2 separate regions of the Gossypium hirsutum genome follow, and region 1 is linked to region 2. Evidence: chromatin contacts called from public Hi-C data. All regions are on one chromosome and are shown on one strand. Each heading gives the region's core, a stretch centred on a gene start, on an enhancer-like site or on the middle of the called end of the contact. The rest is flanking DNA. Distances are from core to core; before and after follow the strand shown. Region 1 holds the start of LOC107951287 (phosphatidylinositol-3-phosphatase SAC1). Region 2 has its middle 14 kb from the start of LOC107952193.

What was found. Hi-C and Micro-C count contacts between places; a contact is called where the count stands out from the background.
Region 1: a contact with region 2 is called in a Hi-C map of seedling, with 2.6 times the contacts expected there. The contact joins the promoter of LOC107951287 here to the enhancer-like site in region 2. A contact is called at or near these places in 2 of 34 Hi-C or Micro-C datasets (leaf and seedling).

The regions. Positions count from the first base shown.
Region 1 is chrA02:35,207,856-35,214,548 of Gossypium_hirsutum_v2.1, reverse strand. LOC107951287 (phosphatidylinositol-3-phosphatase SAC1) reads right to left here and starts at 3,075. Exons shown (of 16, transcript XM_016886282.2): 1 at 2,763-3,075; 2 at 2,092-2,296; 3 at 1,833-1,998; 4 at 241-463. The coding sequence starts at 2,891.
Region 2 is chrA02:34,597,827-34,604,529 of Gossypium_hirsutum_v2.1, reverse strand. No RefSeq gene overlaps it. Among protein-coding and RNA genes, the nearest start is that of LOC107952193, 14 kb to the left of the region's middle. Within about 2 kb of position 3,524, at least 8 of the 9 cell types and tissues checked have an H3K27ac peak or open chromatin away from gene starts, as enhancers often do. A contact at or near this core is called in leaf, where this site is marked.

The sequences.
Region 1 (6,693 bases), core at 1,826-4,325, 610 kb before region 2:
AAACCTGACTGAAATTTTTCTTGTCCATGTATAGAGGCAAATGGAAAAAGAATATAAATAAAGGCCGACATAGCCAAAAAAAAAGAACCAGAAGCTTATGGCAGTAAACGTAAGACAAGAAGAACCTAACAAGGCATAAATGATGACTTATTACAACTAGCCGTAAAACTAATTCTACAAAATGAAAATGAATAAAACGTATTCAGTGCAGCAAAAATATGCAGCCAATATTTTAATTACCTGTTTAAAATGCCCATGAACTAATGCAATTGTCCAAATAGTGTTACTGCATCTTGAGCGTATGGCTTGGGTTAGATAGGCATTCCAAACAAATATGTTATCATATGGCATCCTTTCTTCACCCATGGCTAAAACATTTTTTTGCAAACTTTGCATTATGGGATATGTATAACTGTAGAAAAAATCTTTGGTCAAGTCCACACTGGAAAGCAGCTTTTTGTACCTGAAACCAAAAACAATAGATTAAGAATAATTAAAAAGCTACTAAAATTAGACCCTAATTCCATTAGAAAGTGAGAATTATGTAAAAAGTATGGGAAGAAGAAGAAAAACTTAATAGCAGAATACAAGAAAAAAAGAATAAGGAGAAGCCTACAACATAAATTATGTACAATATTATTTAGTTTCACAAAAATCACAGATCTAAATGGCAAATATAATTGTTGATAAACATATAAGGATTGATTTTCATGGCAGCCCTTACAATTACTAAAAGGTATTAAACAAAAGCAAGATCTTATTAAAATAGATAAATATCCAAACAGGTCTCCACACACAGCACTATATGGCATTCAAGATTGGAAAACTACATATCTTTAAACTTGGGAGACTGTTCCCATAACAAATTGCTCTATGTTCTTATAAAGCAAAGTAAACAAGGCCTGAAGGTAATTTTGCCTGTTGGAGAAGATAATGTCACTGATTCTCTGTTCAAATTAAAGTAGATAAGCAGAGACCAAATATGGAAAGGGGAGATAATGCATTTCCATGTTTCTGCTGCCTCACTGCTTACAACTTACAACATAATATATCTACAAGATGATTTAGTTTTAACATTCTTTTTCTGATGTAGTTACGGAGAGAAACCATATATTAAAATGATGACTATCATTTCTGATATAGATATAAGGATAAATTTGCACGATAACAGTTATATAATTACTTTAAAGAAAGCAAGATCTTATTAAAAGGAATAAATCTCCAAACAGGACTCCACACGTATAGCACTAAATATGGTTTAGCATCGGAATATCACTAATCTTTAAAACTGGGAGCATTTGTTCATTTAACAAATATCTGTAACCTCTGAGTTCTTATAAAGCAAATGAAGCAAGGCCTGACGGCTGATTCAAGAAGATCAAAACAACTGATCTCCATTCAAATTAATTATATTAGCAGAAACCAAAAATAGTGAGAGCAGATAGAGGATTTCCCGATTCTACTCTCATCACTTCTCCGTTGACCCACTTAGGTAACAAAAATAATTCATTATCTCCATAAAGTAATCATTATGAAACCAAGAAACTATAAATGCTACCTAGCAACCTACTAATAGTAAAAAAAAAAACACTTCTAATGGTACGTTTCAGTGTCAATACATAGATTAGTCTTCCAATTGCATCCATATTCTACAAAAATATTTCTAGGAATGCAAGAGAGATAAATGAATAAAATGGATGCAGGTAATGTCAAAAAGATATAGAAATTCTAGTTTCAAACTGAATTAAAAAAAAAAAAAGAAATAAATAAGATCCAGAGGTTTTCACCAAATCCTAAAACTAATTATGAAGCTTGCAAAGTAAAGGAGATACCTCAGCTCAGTTTTAGAATGCGCTATGTCGGATTGAACAGAAACATGAGGAACTGTGATCAACTGACTCTCATCTATGCTATATATTGCATGACCACATATACTACCAATTTGCTGTCGCTTTGTAACCAGAATCAAGTAGTATGATTCCAAAAACTTGATGCAACCTAAAAAGATTCCGACACGTAGTACTGAGTTTAATAGAAACAATTCCTTCAATACCTCAAAAACAAAACAAGAGAGAGTAAATTGTCACTAACCCACAATCCCGAAAACTTTTGCCACAAAGTTTAAGCCCCCAGTGGCACGATTTCCTTCGGCAATCCGCTGAAGCAAGTTTTTGATCTCTTGTGGTGAATAAACCACTGGGTCTTCACTGATATTAAGATCAGATCGTTCAGATCTATCAATTTTCAAGACCCGAAAGAATTTCTTGTTCCTATCACTCCCAATTAAATAATACCTCTGTTTAAAGAAACCAGAAAAAAAAAACTCAATCCTGAACAAAACAAGATTAAAATCATACATAAAAGTAATCTAACTACCCAGATTGCAATTTTCAGAGCGACCAAACAGCAGCCTCAAGATTCCTTGATAATCAATTTTAGTCGCTTCAGATTTAAGAGAAATTCTTTACTTCTTTCACTTTTTTTTTAATATTGTGATTTTAGTTTCTTCTGCTCGAAATTTCTCCTTTTTTCTCCCGCAGTAAGCAGAAAACTTGAGAATCGAATACAAAACCCTAATTTCCACTTTTTTCCATCTTTTTATCTTAAAAGGATACCAATTCAAGAACAATTACACAGCAACTAACCTTATGCAAAAATGAACAAAAAATAATAATTTAGAGCATTCTCTTCCTTGTTGCTAAAATTAAGAGAACTGTATGATTTTGCCATGAGAACAAACACAGAAAAGAAAGGACTGTTACCGCTCGGGTTTCGTAAAGCCGGAACTTTTCAAGAGAATAGGAATTGGGATCGGCCTCCGGATCAATGGAAGGATGGATCTTAGCGTATGGAAGAGACAAATTGGTTTTCAAATTCTCCAATTTTGCCATTTTGGTGGTAAAATTTTGGGACTCAATTCAATTTATGCGTTATGTCTTGGACATTTGGTTTTGGTTTTCTAGTTAGTTTTCTTTGACGATTAAAACATTTTTGGATTTCTGGGACTCTTAACTGAGTTGGCTTTGGCTATATAGTCTTTGCCTATTCGATTCCTAACCCACTGTGTTGGCGCCGGCCGCGTGGTGTCATTGAAGTAACTTACAAATATAGAGTAAATTATACAGAGAGTCTTTTAACTATTATTAAATTTTCTTTTGTTATAAAATAATTATTTAACTATTCGATTATGTTATTTTTAATTATCTACAGTTAAATAATTAATGGAAATATAACTTGTTATCTTTTATTTGTATGCATATAATAGCTTTTTTATTTACGATGCATATATTAATTGTATGCAATAATTAAATTATATTTGATTATTTCTTATAAATTTTCGTAAATTTTTTAACGTGTTATTAATAATATGGTTATGAAACTAAAATATAATAATATCTAAGTTTAATTTTAAAAATAAGATAATTAATATTAGACTAAATTTAAATAAAAATATTTTTAAAAATATTTTTAAAATATAAATATTATAATAATAGATTAGGTGTTTAAATACACAAAGAAAACAAAAAAAAAGGGGGGGAAAGAGAGTACTTATTTTATATCAAAAGCTCTAATAATCTCAATAGGATTAAGCCTCACATTTATACAAGAGAATAGCTAATGAACCAACCAAGAAACTCAGTCTAACAATCATCCTAACCGATTCTTAGCCGATAAATTAACTGAAATTGAAACAGATTACATTGAACTAACTGACTTAACTAATAGCAACTGCTAACAGAATTACCTAATTTACCTAACTAGCAACTACAACATTTACTGGTCCTCCTAGTGACTTCTTCTTCTTCTTGTTTTTGTTTATACTTGCTAACAACACCAAAGCTAAACCTAAACTTGTTGAAAAAAGGTGCGAATAAAGGTTTGGTAAGCTCATCTCCAATCTGATCCTGTATTGGAACATGATCAACCATCAATTTGCTTGTTTTCACTTTCTCTTTAACAAAGAATAAGTCCAATTCTACATATTTGAACTTGGAATGCATTACTGGATTGGCTAAAACAACCACTGCACTTGAATTATCACACCCACAACAGTTTGGCCTTTAATTCTAACCTTTAACTCAACCAACGATGATTCCAACCAGATAATCTCAGCAGTAGCATAAGTTAAACCCCTATACTCAGCCTCTCAGTGGAACGAGATGTAACACCCTTTACCCGTATTCAACGCTGAAAGAGGGTACGAGGCATTACCGGACTTATCACATTAACAAACATACAATTTTGGGTTATAAATTTTGCACCCAAATTAGAACCATTAATATTCAATCACAATGTGTAACAACCCCTAACCCATATCCGTAGCCGGAATAGGGTTACGGAGCATTACCTGATATTTGGAATCAAATATGAACATTACATAATTATCTAACAACCATATTCTTTCTCATATGATATCCCAATCAATTCAATTACTTCATTCAAATCAAATCTAATTTTCATACCAAAACATAATATTTATAATCTTAATATAGTACATAAAATTATATATATATGTATTCATTAACATTTTATAACATATTTTGCAACACTTTTCAAAATGAAAAATACAAATGTCATAGGTACATGCCATTACCAAAAAGATATGTACTTTACCATAATGAGTTCGGGATTGGCCTTAAATACTAATTCAGCAATTCGACTTTAACCTAACATGCGCATAAAAACAAACCATACATTGAGTATAAAACTCAGTGGTATTTCTATAATTCGAATACTTTAGAAAAAATAATATTTTAAAGCATACACATTTTATCATACGGTAGACATAGTTTTACAAATAACCATTTCATAGATAAAGTATTTGCACTCATTCTATTCAATCAATTTACTATCCCGATAGCTTTCACTATATGACACAATCATGTGTCTCAAATCACATTTCAATTCATTCTTCGATTTCAATCATAGCACTATCTCATTCAACAACCATTCTATGAGCACATGGTTCATACATTTCATTTTCATGTCTCAATTCAATTCATTTATTTACCCCTATTAACATGAATCAGACTCAGATGGATACATGGATCCAACCAAAACACACCAGTATGGCACCCAGTGCCTCATCAGATAATTCGAAGTAATAGAGTGACACCCAGTGTCTCATCGGCCTTGCCGAAGTAAGTTGGTACCCAACACGTCATCAAATTTATCCGAAGTAATAATATGACACTCAATGTCTCATCGACTCATGGTCGAAGTATCCTTGAACACTTCCAATCCTATGGCATACCAACTATATCCGACTCAGCCCGACTAGTTAATAGGGTATTTAAATCACATATAACCTCAATTCAATCACAATTTCTCACATTTTCAATTCAATCATTTTCCACCTTTCAATCAATATTCAATCCATATATTCACATAGTTTCACAATTCAGTACATTTTCATTCAATTCAATATCAATACTCACCTTAATTTATCTTACCATGCATATTAATCATTATTCACAATTAATAATAAATAAATTTGAATTATAATAATATAAACCAGGAATTCCGAGCTATTCTACGTCGACTTTATCTTTCTCCTTTTTAGTCGAGGATTCTGGTACGACGTTAGCTACGAAATTAAAACAATTAAAATTCATCAATACAACACAATCTATTTTCATATTGAAAATTTCAATTTTTACTCAATATTTGCCTAAATTTCAATTTAGTCCCTAAATCGAGACTAACTTTATTTCTCACATTTAATTTTTTATTTTCATGCAAATTCCACTTTAGACTAAATTCAACTCCCTATTTTCACATAAATTCCTAAATTTTGAATTTTTCACAATTTAGTCCCTATTACATAAAATTTACAATTTATTCTACAGTTCATTTCTTTTTCATTTCTAACTTGAAAATCTATCAATTTAGTCCCTAATACTCTAATTATTCAACATAGACAACATTTAAAAAACTCAATAATTTCTAAAATTTTGACATGGGTTGGATAGCATTTAATATCGAGATTCCAAAAACATAAAAATTACAAAAAAAAAACGACTAAATTGACTTACCAATTGAGTTTGGAACCCTTAAAAATCCTAGCTTTTTCTATTTATTTATTCTTTCTTTATTTGTTTTATATAATATAATATAATATAATATAATATAATATAATATAATATAATATAATATATATTTATACTTATATGTTAAGTAAAAGATATTTTAATATAATATATATTAAATTCAACAAAAATCTTCCTTATGCGGCTTCATTTATGAGCAATGACATAATTCCTTATTTAGCCCCTTTAATTTTCTTTAATATATAATTCAACTTTCACCTTATATGTAATTTAGTCCTTATACCTAATTACTTTTAATTCAAGCAAATTCACTTAATTGAAACCTAATTAACTACATAACTAGCTTTGTAAATATTTTTAATAAATATTTACGAATCTGATTTTCGAGAACTGAGTCTCGGGAATGCATTTTTTTTAATTTGATCCTTTTTAATTAATTAACTATCAAAACGTTAAAATTTCCTAACGAAACTTTAATACTAACTCAATGACACTCCGTAAATATTTATAAAAATATTTACGACTCGATTTATGAAATCGAGGTCTCGATACCTCGATTTCAAAACTAATTAATTTGATAAATATTTCTAAAGAACAAATCACTAATTCATAAGCTTTCCTAAATTCACGATTGTCTCATAAA
Region 2 (6,703 bases), core at 2,275-4,774:
TAGTCCTTTTTAGGTGTTTTCATGCAAAATCATTTAACAAAAGATGTTCATCATACATCAAACTCATATATTCCCTCATAAAACACCAAAGAACATGCATGTCACACATGAGTAACATTTTGAACACAAATCCTAGCTCAAAATATGGGTAGAAATAGATAGATTAAGCTTCAAGGATTTCATAAATGCAAAGAACATTAAAAACGGGGCTAGGATTGACTTACTATCAAGCTTGGAAAATTTGGAAACCCTAGCTATGGCTCCTTTCAATTTTAGGCACCCCTTGAAGAAGATGGACAACATTTTCACTTGATTTTTCCCTTTGTAATTCATTTAATTACCAAATGACTAAAATGCCCTTAAAGCCTTTCTTTCAAATTTTTCCTATGCATGTCCATTTTTGTCCAAACTTTTAAAAATTAGACAAATTGCTAATTAGGTCCTTCTAATTAATAATCTATTGCAATTTCATGCTTAAAGCTTCTAGAACACAAGTTTTGCATCTTTTTCATTTTGGTCCCTACAGTTCAATTAGACATTTTATGCATAGAATTTCTTCATGAAAAGTTTTTCACAAGCCTGTATACCTATCATGGACCTCATAAAAATCATAAAACAATTATTTCTATCTAAGATTTTTGGTCTCAAAACCACTGTTCTGACTAGGCCATAATTTGGGATGTTACAACGGACATATTCCCTTGAAAGTCCCACTGATTCTTCACTAGATTATCAAAATCAAGGTGTTCAACCCAGCCTGCTAAGAACCTAAATTGTCTTCCCCTAGGCAAGTCTAAACTCGGATTGAGGCTGAAGAGAAGAGGTCCGTGAACAGATTTAATCCTTAGAAGATGAGTAATTAAGCTATTTGGAAAATAGTTAACCCAAGCCTCATTTCCCAATGCACGAATCAATCTTTCAAACAGATTTACCCTTATGCCATGTAAAGGGAGGTCCCCTGAACCCCAAATCATGAAGGTTAGCCAATTTCACAAAATTACCAAAGTGAGGGCATCTCTTGCCAGCCGAAAGGCCATCCATTTTCTCATTTGAGGAAAGAATAGCATTAAAGTCTCCGATCACCATCCAAGGAGTTTGCCCAACAGGAATAGTATCTCTCAAATCATACGAAAGGTTTTTCCGCTTCTGACAATTAGGACTTCCATAAATGAACCTAATTGAAATCAAATTTGACGAAAAACTAAGCCAAACCCGAGTAATAATGAATTGGGGGTGTTTTCGTATAATCTCAACTTTAACAGACTTATTCCATCCAATCCAATGCCCCTAGCATAACCAATAGCCTCCATTTGGTGAGAAAATTGAAATCCCAAATGTGCAATAATTTTATCAGCCTTGGGCCCACTAACTCTACTTTCGAACAAGCTAATAATATTTGGTCTGTACTCCATAGTATACCCACGAAAAATGCGAGGAAATCTGGCATTGGTGCATCCTTGACAATTCTAAGAAAAAATCGAGAGATTCATAATTAATAAAAAATTGTAAAGAACCATACCATTGCTATCGGGAATCATTCAATCCACTAGGGTTAGATTCAACAAGCACTCCCATTTTATCTTCGTTCGAGAGGTCAGAGGATATAAGCTTTGCCACCTATTTCATAGAGTCAGCTAAAGAAACTCGTGAGTTTACAGAAGCTTTAAATATACTCTCGCGTCCCTTTAAGACATTACTATTATTATGTCCTCCTTTAGTAATGCCAAAATTTTCATTGCTTTTTCGATCCTTATTTCCTGTGTTGCCTGCACTTATAGGCTCAAAAGTATGACCTTTAGACTAATAAGGAGAATTAGAAAATTTTTTAAAAGTGACAGCAAAGTGTTTCCCTTGATCTAAAATATTATCAGTTAGCTGGACCTCAACCTTTACAAGGCCTTCAAAAGCTGGGTTGAAATATGCCTTGATATAATTTGAGTTGCTAGCTCGCAGTTTAGAGTCAAAATGGTTTCCAAAGTTACCTGCATCCGAAAAAACAGTAACAAATTCTAGGTTAGTCGAAATTAATTTAACATTTGGAAAAACCTAAGGTTTCTTGGAATTGGACTATGCAGGAGAAAGCTATTGGTCATTAACGGGCCTGGAGAGAGGCAAAGGCCTATCTTGGTTTTCCACCGATCCACAAGCTTGAATACTTGTGGTCCTTGAATTCATATGTATACTGGATGCAAAAAGATTTGTTTCAATTGGACAAGCCTGCAAACATAATCCGTTTGGGTTCTCTTTGGATGGCGGCCTAACCAGAGACCCATTTGACCCACTATCAATCATTATATTTTTCCTCAGACTTTTCAGCCTTATTCTGTCATTTTCTTGGCCCAAATGGACTCTTCCCCCCATGCGCTTAGTAACTAATTTAGTAGTATTCTTTTAGGCTTCCAAATTCAGGCCCGGATTGCAAATATTCTTTTGGGCATCTGAATCAAGAACCAATTTTTTAGTAGCTTTAATATGCGGGTAAGTCACAGATTTAATATTATTTTCTTCCCTAGAATCAAGGGGAATCAAATCAGATTCCACCGCATTAGCGTTTAATCCCCCAAAATCTGCCTTTGTCGTCTCTTCTTCACTGCCAGTCCTCTTACCTTTAATGTTAAGGACATTAAATTTGGAGCCCAACCTCCCTTTTCTAGCAACCATACCACCAGAATTCTGAGAGTTCCTTGATCTTCACTGGGATCTATGCTCCACCAACATCTAAGGACTGAAAGTTGGTTCAGAGTCCTTCCTAAGGTAGCCATTGTTGTTGCTTGAACCACCGTCAATCACCACTTTGTCACTAGCTTTGTCCGATGTTTCTTTCAATAAGGGACACAACTCCCTCACATGCCCGTATTTTCCACAGGTAAAACAAACCGTTGGTAAGGCTTTATATTCCACCCTCTGAATTTTTCCATTAACACAAATCTGAGAAATGAGAGGCTTATCCAGGTTGATGAACAGAGCCATTCTGGAAAATCTGCCCCTAGTTCTATTATCGGTATTAAAGTCAAACTTTACAACCTTACCGATCATGCTTCCAATTGCCTCGAGGATCATCCTCTTGTACATAAACCCAGGTAATCCAGGTAGCCTGATCCACGCCATAACTACACTTGGGTATGGTTGAAGGGGAGAAAAGTCTTTTGTCCACGGTTGGACTGTCAAATATTGCCCAAAAATTATCCATGGTCCCTGTGTTAAAACATCGTCATAATCCTCCTTGTTCTAGAACTTAGCCAAAAAATACCCATTCTCAATATCCATTAATTGAAATGGATGTATATGCTTCCAAAGGTTTCTAATTCGAATAAACAGAACACCATAGCTGATATTTTGGCCTAGTAGTTTTAAAACTACTGTCATCTCCATCTCTTTGTATAAAATTTCTTTGACTCGATCGGAGAAATCAATTGTCGGGATTCCATTAACAGTGGACCTTATAATATCATCGTCCAACAGAATAAAATCTCCATCACTTCCCCCATCAACCCCCGCAACTTCCTGACCAGCACAAGACAAACCAGCCCCAAAGAGTTTGTCTTTCCATGACATTGTCGCACTTAAAGGTGGATCAGAGTCCATAGCCATATCCACAGAAGCCCCATCGGAATCATCTTTAAACCTAATTTTCTTGGTGTTACGATCTTCAGATAATTGTGAATCACCATCACCGTCACCACTTTCAGAGAGTTTTCCATCAAAGAACCTAAAAGATTAACATGATGATGCTTTTATTTATTACTAGTATTAGTTCCCTTCTTACGCAAAGGTTATATATTTACACGATTTGTAATTAAATTGTAAAAATGAAATGTTTTAAATAACAATAAAAGTTCACTTTATTTATCAAAATTTGTAACTTCACTTTTTCAATGTCGCTACTCTTAACCTCCAATGTCGTGACCTTGGTCATAGTCCACCTACAATGATGATGTATCTCGAAATTCATCCTAGGTACATATTCAGCTTTAATGTCATGATTTCGTGTATCCAATGCAGCAACATTCTCAACAATCTTCTAACATCTATGCCATTTAGCTCAAGTCAGTTTCTTACACCAATTACATCACTTAGTTAGAATTTATTAGGAATGATGTTGCTTAATTTGTCAATAAATATCTTACAAGGCTTATTTTAATCGACAAAACATAAATAACAAATAAATCATAAAACTATTAAAATAACATTAAAATTCTTGATTCAAAGGTTGTTAAGTATTGAAAATGACTCAATTTGCCATATTAAATTATGACAGATCAAATTCTCACACTTAAATCTTTGCTTCTCTTCAAGCAAACACACAGACTAGAAAAGAACTTGATGCAATCGTAAACCAACTAAAAATCTAACTAAGGCAAATGCACCTATTAATTAATAGTATAGTTACAGTGAGCAAAGATATTGTTCTCGCGAGGACTAAAAGTACTAGTAATTGCCTTCTTTCTATTGTTTAACCGAATAATTAGAGCAATTGATTGATAAATAGAATTAACTAAATTAATTAACTATGAACGCGACAAATAACAAATTAGGCAAATAATTGAGTAAACAACTAATAATCAAAACAATACCCATGAAAAAATTCATCTAAATTTCATCTATCATTATTAATCTAAATTACACAATTTCTTCGCTTAGTATCTTGATCTGTAGAAATCCCTAAATTATGCTAATATCTCTCTTCAAGAATAAGAGCACTCTAGGTTGATTAATTGAAATTTCTTTGTAATTAAAACCCTTATTATTGTATTAACCCTATCTATGGATTCCTCTATTAGGTTTGACTCTAATATGGTAGATTTATGTCGTCCTATTTCTAGAATTACATGCAACTCCACTCAATTTCGCTAGATCTACTCTTAAATAGGCTCATTCCTCTTCTGATTTAAGCACATCAAACATTGATCAATAATCTAGAAATATCAAACCAAGAATTAAACACACATAATTGAGAACAATATCTAAGTATTTATTGCGTAAAATAGAAATCAAACGACATAATTCATCATAGGGTTCATCTCACTAGATATTTAGAAAATTAGTTCATGCTTGCAAATAAAAACATCCAAAATATAGCATAACCACAAGAAAGAAAGAAACTGATAATAATCTACAAAGAAATAAAAATAGAATCTTTAATCTTGATGGAAATCTGCTTCAGAATTGGCTTCAATAGTGTTCTTCGAGTTATTTTCTTGAGTTTTCGATAACGACTCACTCTTATCTTCTTATTTTTGTTATATATAGGTCTCAGAATGCCCGAAAAACTTAAAAATCGCATTTTTCCGCAGGTTTAGAGTGCAAACAGCGAAATCAACATGGTCTACCACATGGCTTATGTGGCTCACACAGCCCTATGGAAGAGGCCAGCCCGTGTGGCTCCTATAACTTGCTCCAGTTTTCGCTCGTTTTTCACTCATTTTTTGCTCATTTTTTCTCCCAAATGCCCTCCTAAGTATAAGTACATGAGTTTAAAGGGTTAATAGCATAAAATTTACCATTAACATAGAATAATCACCCAAAAACACATTAAAAATGAGACTAAAACATATTACTTTTTGCACCTATCTAATATCCCCACACTTAAGCGTATGCTTGTCCTCAAGCTAAATCCTCAACCCACATTCAAGTTAACTTCCATCAATTTATTATTTTCACCGATAATGTCTTAGGATAATCTAGAGATAATCATGAATTGGAAATTCACAATAAAATGATACTAAATAGCAAAAGCAATCCAAGCAGAGAATTTAAAGCTTTAAAAACATTAGGCATCTCCCCTATCTCAAAAATTACATAAAATTCAAACTCAATAAGAAATAAAATCCTCACTAAAGATTCACTCAGAGCACTCAAAGTGTTTATGGTTCAAATAATATGCATTCAACAATCAAATGAGAAATGTTATTACCATCTGCTAGCTTGAAAATCAAGTCTCCACCACTATAAATAAGATGACACACTAATCAAGAGGTCTTTTCAAGGTTGTAATGGGGCTTAGGTTAAGGGTATGGAAAATGTCAGAAAAGTCGATTACAATCGAGAGTCAAGCTGATAAGTTACCAAACTAGAAAAAATCAGTTGTTGAATTAAAAGAATTCACATAAATAAGAAATAAATAATATAAATGAGCTTTTCAACACAATATGAAGCTAACGATTCAAGCTCAATCAATTCTTTTTTTATATATTTTTTCTTTTTTATCACGATTTTTTTCTTTTTTGCAAAAGAAATTTAGTAATACAAATGATGAAACATAGCCAGACAACTAACCAAATCAAATTTTGACAAAAAAAGGAGTCAATAAAAGGGATAATTTACAACATAGATATGAGTTGTGGGTTAACATAAATGGGTAATAGAAAAAAAATGTGTTAGGATCAACAGGGTTTACTAGGGGATAATATAACAGGTAAGTTGTTTAAAGGTTAGGTGGGTTGAATCCTAACTGCCTCTATCATCTCAGTATAACAAATCAATAATATGGTCTCGACATGTATAACTCAAGCAAGTTTTATAATAACGAATTAAATTGACATACTCACTATCAAAGAGAAAATGAACATGAAAAATATATGCTAAACTTGCAAATTTAAAATTTCAAAATAATTCTTCAATTGAGGGAGACAGCCTAAAATAATAATTTCTACAAAACAACTTATCATGCTTGATTCTCTCGTATCTTAAAGTATAAATCACA